Regions from separate parts of the Sus scrofa genome. Here regions 1 and 2 are each linked to region 3. The links are chromatin contacts, called in public HiChIP or PLAC-seq maps. All regions are on one chromosome and are shown on one strand. Each heading gives the region's core, a stretch centred on a gene start, on an enhancer-like site or on the middle of the called end of the contact. The rest is flanking DNA. Distances are from core to core; before and after follow the strand shown.

What was found. HiChIP or PLAC-seq counts read pairs in DNA pulled down with a chosen protein or histone mark.
Region 1: a contact with region 3 is called in an H3K27ac HiChIP or PLAC-seq map of skeletal muscle, with 9 times the contacts expected there. The contact joins the promoter of TOMM70 here to the promoter of CEP97 in region 3. A contact is called at or near these places in 1 of 5 promoter capture datasets (liver) and 1 of 2 datasets of contacts at active chromatin or transcription factors (skeletal muscle).
Region 2: an H3K27ac HiChIP or PLAC-seq map of skeletal muscle shows a contact between it and region 3, with 6 times the contacts expected there. The contact joins the promoter of NIT2 here to the promoter of CEP97 in region 3. A contact is called at or near these places in 2 of 2 datasets of contacts at active chromatin or transcription factors (alveolar macrophages and skeletal muscle).

The regions. Positions count from the first base shown.
Region 1 is chr13:158,575,637-158,578,336 of Sscrofa11.1, forward strand. It overlaps TOMM70 (mitochondrial import receptor subunit TOM70), which reads left to right and starts at 1,390. Exons shown (of 12, transcript XM_021071309.1): 1 at 1,390-2,216. The coding sequence starts at 1,890.
Region 2 is chr13:158,651,709-158,654,408 of Sscrofa11.1, forward strand. It overlaps NIT2 (nitrilase family member 2), which reads right to left and starts at 1,387. Exons shown (of 10, transcript NM_001244342.1): 1 at 1,341-1,387. The coding sequence starts at 1,368.
Region 3 is chr13:157,387,088-157,389,787 of Sscrofa11.1, forward strand. It overlaps CEP97 (centrosomal protein of 97 kDa), which reads right to left and starts at 1,338. Exons shown (of 11, transcript XM_021070500.1): 1 at 1,198-1,338. The coding sequence starts at 1,240.

The sequences.
Region 1 (2,700 bases), core at 140-2,639, 1.2 Mb after region 3:
TTATTTTTAGCTCCTCTAAAAACGCCTGTTGCTAAGGAACCCGATTGCCTGAAAGCAATTTACTAATAGGAACTCAGGGGAAGCAAAAGAGCAAAGCAATAATCCTGAAACTTTCCAATTAGGCCATTCTAATTTAGTCAGTCTATTTTGGTACCACTTAATAAATTATCTCCTTTCAATCTTTATGCAGTGCTGTTGTGGTGTTGAAAATCCTCAGTTGTATCCCAAAACAAAATGATCATTTGTAAATTTTTTTTTTTTTTTTTTTTTTTTTTTTTTGTCTTTTTGGGGCTGCACCGGAGCATGTGGAAGTTCCCAGGCTAGGGGTCTAATTGGAGCTGCAGCTGCCCACCTATGCCACAGGCACAGCGAGCAACTCTGGATCTGAGCACATCTGTGACCTGCACTGTAACTTTCCACAATGCTGGATTCTTAACCCACTGAGCCAGGCCAGGGATAGAACGTGCATCCTTATGGATATTTGTCCGGGTTCTTAACCTGCTGAGCTACAACAGGAAATCCCATTTGTAAATTTTTAATGTAAGGTGTGCACAGTATATGTGAAATGAGAAGCCGTAGTTGGGAATTCTGATTTTCTATTAATTCTTTTCTTTTTGAAAATACTGTGAATTCTAAACAATTCCTTGCAGGGGAAATTTCTGTATTTTAAGAGGTCTAGTGCAGATCATGTGGAAACGATTTGACAGTTCTTAGATACATGAAAGCCTTGAGTTGAAATTTCAACTTGGGAATGTGGCAAGAGGACTGAAACATCTAGTGCAAAACAGGAATGACAACGGGCGTTTCACAGCGCTGGGGAGAGCCTGTATGCTCCAGGGAGCGAGGTGTGGGCTGGGGTGTTAGGCGGAATCCGGTACGACACAAATACATATAGGAAAGGTGGGAACTCTGGGTTTTCCGCATTTCTACCTACTCAGTTCGGGAACCTCATAACAACGCAGAGACGGCATGGCTTTCGCAATTGGTGTGGAATGTAAGTCGCAGGGACCCCGTTCAAGCCATTTTGACTGGGGCCAACTAGATTTGCCCGTTTCTACCGTCTGAGTTCTGCTACCTGTTGTTGCCCCCAATGACCTCAAATTAGTCCAAACTAAAACCTGGCCATGGTAGAGCTAAGATCAGTGATACAGCAGGCTAACGTCAGCTTTGGGCTCTTTCCTCATACATCTTTAAAAGTCCTTCCAATCCGTTGGTTTCCTCTGACACGTGAACAACCGAGCCAACGGCCTCCCGGCTCTGAGAAGCGCCAACGTGGCAGTAACAAGAAAAATGTGTGGTCCAAATTCTACCAATGAACTGAGTGGCTCGGCCTATGCCCCGCCCACCATTCCTTACAGCCAATAACCTTCATAACTCTTCGCCACTCCCGCCCATTCTTAGAGCGGCTTCGAGCTTTTTCCTATACTCGCGTGAGCGCTGTAAAACCGCTAGATATGCGGCTCGCCCCAGCCTCCCTAGAGCATAGGGCCCTCTGCCCTTCGTTACTGAAGGCGTAGGGGACGGCGTCGGATACCACCGAAGTCACAAGGCCGCAGAAGTTAGTCTCACAAACAGCAGCGAGAGGAAAGAAAAGAGAAAGAACTGCCTGGGTTGTTCACTTCACGCCCAGCACCTTGACCCGGAACTATTCTACACTTCTCCTCCCCCATTCTCGGTTGAGAAGGGAAGAGAAGAACCGCCAGTTCTGGCCCGGCATGCCTTGGGCTTCCGGTGACCTCTGGCCCTTTTCTGTCGTCCGCTCTTGCTGCCTAGCGTGCTCGCTCGCTCACTGCTTTCCTTCCGTGACTCGCTCCGGTTTACGTTCGCACGCTGCCTGGTGACTGTGGCGCCAGCGACAAGCAGGGAGGCGGTGGCGGAGGACACCCGTCATGGCCGCCTCTAAACCTGTGGAGGCGGCGGTGGTCGCAGCGGCTGTGCCCAGCTCCGGGAGTGGAGTGGGCGGTGGCAGTGCGACTACAGGCCCGGGCACCGGGGGCCTGCCGCGATGGCAGCTCGCCCTGGCAGTCGGAGCGCCCCTGCTGCTGGGCGCGGGTGCCATGTACCTGTGGAGCCGGCAGCGGCGGCGCCGGGAGACCGGGGGCCGAGGCGACGCCGGCGGCCTGAAGCGCAACAGTGAACGGAAGACCCCGGAGGGCAGGGCAAGTCCGGCTCCGGGCAGCGGACACCCCGAAGGCCCCGGTGCTCACCTGGAAATGGTGAGAAGCATCCCCGGGCTGTGGAGGTGGAGCCCGGCGGGTGCAGCCTTTCCTTGGCGGGTTGTGCCGGTCAGGGGGCTTCCCATCAGACCGGGGCAGCCAAGTGGCAGCACTTGGGTTTAGGGAAACTCAATTTGGCTGCCTTTATTGAGATTGAAGTAGCCCGAGGGCACAGGTTAGCGTCCTTCGTTGACAGTTTCCTTTTGGTTTTGGAAAAATACCTGTTTTTCTTCTCAGTGACACAGCATTTATCCCTAGCGTTGTGGGTATGGAGACGTTTGTAAACGTGATGATTGTATTTAATTAACTAGTAGAGGAAGTCAAATGCCCTTAACTATTGCTACAGTACGGTATGAACTGTTTTGGTGATTTCCAAGGCCTGGAACTTAGTAATAACCTTTTAATAAAGAGCCACTCCCCTTTTTTTGAAGGGTGGAAGATGGGTAAATACAGTGACTGTTGGGTAATGAGAGTACAGTGGTGT
Region 2 (2,700 bases), core at 137-2,636, 1.3 Mb after region 3:
GCACAAAGCCAGTTAACAAAGTTAAATGGCACAGCCACAACCAAGCCAAAATCTAAGACTGAAGGGGCACATTGTTTGTTTTGGGGTGGGTGAGGTGAGGTCATGTAACTTGAAAACACTCCTCAAGGAAGTCAAATCAACATTACCATCAACCCCACCAAGCTCTCAAGTCCATCAGCCTCTTCTGAAAGATACAGTCACACTCAGGAGGTATGTAAAAGGACTTCTATACCCAGATCCTGAACGTCCATTCCACCAACTTGTGCTGTACTCCAGAGGTTGAAATGAAATACAGCACTTTCACAAATCTTACGGTCTTCAGGGAGCTTCACTAAACCTTGGTATGAACGATTTATGTTTATTTTACAGGACAGGAAACTGAGGTCCAGAGAGGTTAAATGACTTGACATGGGCTGAGCCAAGACTGTAATAATCCAGTCTTCAGACTTTGAGCCCAGAGCACTCCACTGCCTCATGTGAAAGAATCCTGCAAAGACCCGGGTACGAAGCTAGAAACTCACACCCCTGGGGCTGATCCAGAATAGGGATGTGTAATACCTAACCTGAAAGCTCAAGGTCCAGATGCAACCTGCCCAGTTTTTTGTTCAGAAGAAAAGGGCAATCATCGGTGGGTTTGAGGGGGTGCACACGGGAGCAAATTAACCAGTCCGCTTACCACACAAGCCCAAATCAAAGAAAACAGGTGCTTCATTTACACGTGACAAGGCTCAAACCACAAATAACTAGAATGATGCTTTGTGCAAAACCCAAGTTCAAAAATCAATCTAAGCCATAGCAAAAGTCTCCAGGACTCTCACAGGTCAGACTCTCACACTTTAAGTACCATAATTACCGAAAGCTTTTCAGAAAGAACACTGTCTTGGGGCGAGGGGGAGGCGGCGAGCAACTGGGAAGACTACAGGGAAGGTGCGTAATTTGCATTTTTAATGAGCACCCGCCCGCGCCTTCCCGCCCAAGTGATTCTGGAGTAGTTGGGCACGGAACTCATCTGGAGTCGCAGTCTTACGTGTCACAGGAGCACAGTGGGGAGCAAAGTGAGGGCCTATCAGGGGCAGAGACCCGGAGCTCCCGCGGTCCCGTCTGGAAGCCCGGAAGCCCGGCCACCGCACCGCGCTGCGCTCCAAGGCCTCCTCCCCGTGACGCCGCCGCGCACCACTCTCGCCGCTCGGGTCCCCAGCCCCGCGGACACAGGAGCAGGGAAGGCCATGAGTGCAGCGGAGATACGGGGCGGAGACGAGTGGCCAAGCCGGCAAGGTCCTCCCCTGGCGCCATACCCGAAGCCTCCCCTCCAGGTGAGTTCAGGCCGCCGCGCAACTTACTAGCCATTGCTTTGTCGAGAAGCACCATGGCCTCCTAGGGCTGAACTGAGGTCACTGGGCCGACGGCGGCGCCGCGAAGGGCGGGGCAAAGCCGCGCGTCTGGGGCGGGGCCGCGGCGCCGAGGCCCGCCCCTACCCCTCCTTCGGGCCTGCCCCCTCCGCGGGAAGGGTGTTGTCTTTGCTTCTCTCCTCAAACAACTTTTAATCGCCCGTTGTTTTCCATCATCCCTGTAGTCAGATCCTCGAAAGACAAAGGGATGACTTAAATCGAGGTGGCGTGCTAATAAATGTTTAACAGCCGGTCTCTCGGTTTCTCAGCAAAAGGACTGAACCTCTAGACTGAACCTCTATCTGGTTGGATCACCTGTGGGGCCAGGAGAGATACCACTTGCTGATTGCCTTGGTCTATTTGAACCAGTCGCTGTAAGAGGAATGAAATTTCTATAGGTTGATTTAGGCACTCTAGACGTCACTGGGGTCGTACTACAAGGCTGCTACGTAATGGGGAAGGCGAAAAGAGAAACTTAAAAGTTTAGACAGAATATCCTCAACAATAATTCAGTCCTCTAATACGCTGAAATCTGCTAATATTGTTTTAGGATATTTGCATTTATATTTATTAGTCAGGACTGTGTTTTGACTTTTGTGTTTTGTGTGTGCTTTTCTCAGGTTTGGGGATCAAAAATCATAAAACGAGGCACAACATTGTGAATCAATATACTCAATTTTTTAACATCATAAAAAGTTTGCTATCCTTTTTAATGCTCTGGAATTGTTTAAGAAATTATGTTGAAGTGGAAATTATTTTTTTTAGGGTCGCAGCACATGTAAATTCCCTTGCTGGAGGTGGAATCAGAGCTACTGCTGCCGATCTAGGACACAGCAACGCGGAATCCGAGCTGCTTCTGCGACCTGATCCTTAACCCACTGAGCAGGGCCAGGGGTCGAAACCACATCCTCATGGATACTAGTCGGTTGTTTCTGCTGAGCCACAAGGGGAAATCCCTGGATCTTAGTTTTTTAAAAGGATACTTTAAAAAAACAAACAAGTTTCCGTTTTGGCGCAGTGGAAACAAATCCGACTAGGAACCATGAGGTTGTGAATTCGATCCCTGGCCTTGCTCAGTGGGTTAAGGATACAGCGTTGCCATGAGCTGTGGTGTAGGTCCCAAATGCAGCTCGGATCTGGCGTTGCAGTGGCTGTGGTGTAGGCCGATGGCTACAGCTCCAATTCGACCCCTGACCTGGGAACCTCCATATGCCCCTTGGCCCTAAAAAGACCAAAAAACAAACAAACAAACAAAAAAACAGGAGTTCCCTTCCTGGCTCAGCGATTGACTATCCCAACTAGGAACCATGAG
Region 3 (2,700 bases), core at 88-2,587:
AATAATACCTGGCTTATAATGTTTGGGGTTTTTTTAATATAATGATTTTTATTTTTTTTCCATTATAGCTGGTTCTGGCTTATAACCTTCCACAGAGAAAATGAGATAATGTTTAAAAAAAAAAAAAAGGCACTCAGAACATAGTCTGGCTCATTTAAAAAGTGCTCTATAAATGTTACTATTATGATTATCAGTAAACTGCCATGGTGGGCTGGTGAGGGGAATTTAAGAGATGCAGATATCAGAGGGTGGAAGGGCCAGAGAAACTACCAATATCAAATTATACCCAGATTAAGATTACTGAGGGAAATAACTATACAAGGTTGCTCTCCTGAAGAGTTGCAACGTTTTTCCATTGTCTAATGGTTTCTAGCATTTGGGGGAAGGTAGGAGAGGAAGTGTCATTCCGTTCTGAGAATTTAGTGAAAGCTATATACCGTCCCAGAAAAATGAATAGCTTTTGCACACAATTCAAAGGGCCGAAAGACCTCTTAGAACCTCCCTCCCAAATAAGGCCCTGATCTGGGCGGTGGAGACTAGTCTCGACCCTCCAACCTGCCCCCGACCCAGAGCCTCAGCTGTAACCAAAACAAAGAAGCTGGCTCACGCAGCACCTACGGAATCACCCACGCCCCGCGCTCTCCTCAGCAGCCACCAAACCAGGTCCCAGGACCACATATACAGAACAAGGGGTGGAGAACTGTGGGCTCTGAATAACCCCCAGATTTTATCACGGCCACGAGACACTTCCCAAGAAAAGGTCCAACGTCAATCTAGGGAGCTGTGTTAGAGATTTTTCTTGAAAATTTTAGGGATCCAAGGGAAAGGGGGGACTCTGCAGTTTTCACTTGGGAACCCAGAACTCAAAGTAAACATCCAAGAAAGGTCATCGCGGCCAGAAACCCATCATCCAAGCATCCTCAGCAGCGCGGGACCCGCGGCGTCCAGTAGCGCGAAGGTCCCTGGGGGCTTGTAGTCCCCCCACTTGGCCCTAGCCGCGACACTGGAGAGCCAGGCAGCGCCCAGGAGACTACAACTCCCAGAGGGTAGCGCGCCTCGGCGATGCCCGCAGCCCCGCATCAAAAGAACTGGACAAGAACTGCACCCCTATACCCAGTCTTATTCCTTCCGTCAAGCAACTATTTAATTCAGTTCCATGGAGTAAACCTGGGGACACAGAGGTGACGGTCGCCTTACCTTCTCCAGGAGGCAAAGCCGCGTCGATGCGCGCCACCGCCATACTTCCCGCTTGCTAATTACACCAAGCAACCGTCCTCCTGCTGCTCGATGGAGCTTGTAGTCTGGAGGAGGGACACCCCCCCCCGGAACTACAGCTCCCAGGATGCACGGCACCCAAACGGCCCAATTGGCTCCCTACGCCTAATGACGCAAAACGTGTGTTAGAAACTGAGCCGCAGTGGGTTTAGGAATCCTGGTCAACTCGCTTATTTGGCTACAAGCGAACAGATGTTAAATGATAGTTTCACTCCTTTTTGTAGGTGTTTTCGAAATTGGACACTTTTACCATCTGCTACCGAATGCAGATCGCATTTGAAAACTCATTGCTAGAGACTTCCGATAATGGGGGCTGTCCCTTCTTTTGGCAATTCTGAATAAGTTAAAAGCGTTGAATTCCACTACAGGCGATTTTGTTGAGATTAGTCAAAGTAGATATATTTTATTTGAAAATATAGTTAAAGAATGCTGGGATAGAAGTTTTTATAAAGTATTTTTAAATGGTTGTTCCTCCAATATTTAACAGAACTTTAGGCCTGGGAGTATATTTAGTAAGTGTAAACCCAGACTATTTCCAGATTATACAAAATAAGTGTACAGTATACAAAATCAAAAATTACACTGCTTAGCTGGAGGAGAGTAGGTTTATACTTGTGATATAGCTTTATGCGCTAACTAGTGTAAATGTAGCTACGAACTCAGTAAGATTTCAGGGGCTGGAGAAAGAAATGAAAACTAATCTTCAGAAAAGACTTGAAATGGGAACTGAAATGGGCGGCTAACGCTTAAAAGATGGGTAGACTCCGACACTTCAAAGAGAAATGAAAAGACAGCACAGGCTGCAGGTGGAGGCAGGTGATAATGAAGCTGTGCTCACAGGAAGTGAGAGATTAACCTGGTAGCATCCCAGAATGGAGGAGGAGAGCTTTCAGTTTCTACCACTCACTCTTCCATTCCATCTTGCAACTTTTATTCTGAATTTCCCTCTTTCTGAAACAGCAGTATCCAAAATCTCTGATAATTTCTGTTTGGGAAAATCCAGTAACTCACACTTTTAGATTTCCAGGCAATTGATTCTGTGTGCATTCCCCCCTTCCTGGGTCCTCCTCCTACTAATTACACACTGCCTTAACTCTTTTTTTCTTTTTTAATATGTTTCCCACTGATTTGGTCTGAAAACAAATTTCCTAGTTCTGATGAGAGAATAAAGACTAGAAACTTTTACACATGCACCCGCACATTCACTGCAGCTCTGTTCACAACAGCCAAGATATGGAAACAACCCAAACGTCCATCAACAGATGTTTGGATTAAGAAGATGTGGTGTATATATACACCAGCCATAAAAAAGAACAAAATAATGCTATTTGCAGCAACATGGATGGAACTAGAGACTCTCATACTGAGTGAAGTAAGTCAGAAAGAGAAAGACAAATACCATATGATATCACTTATATCTGAACT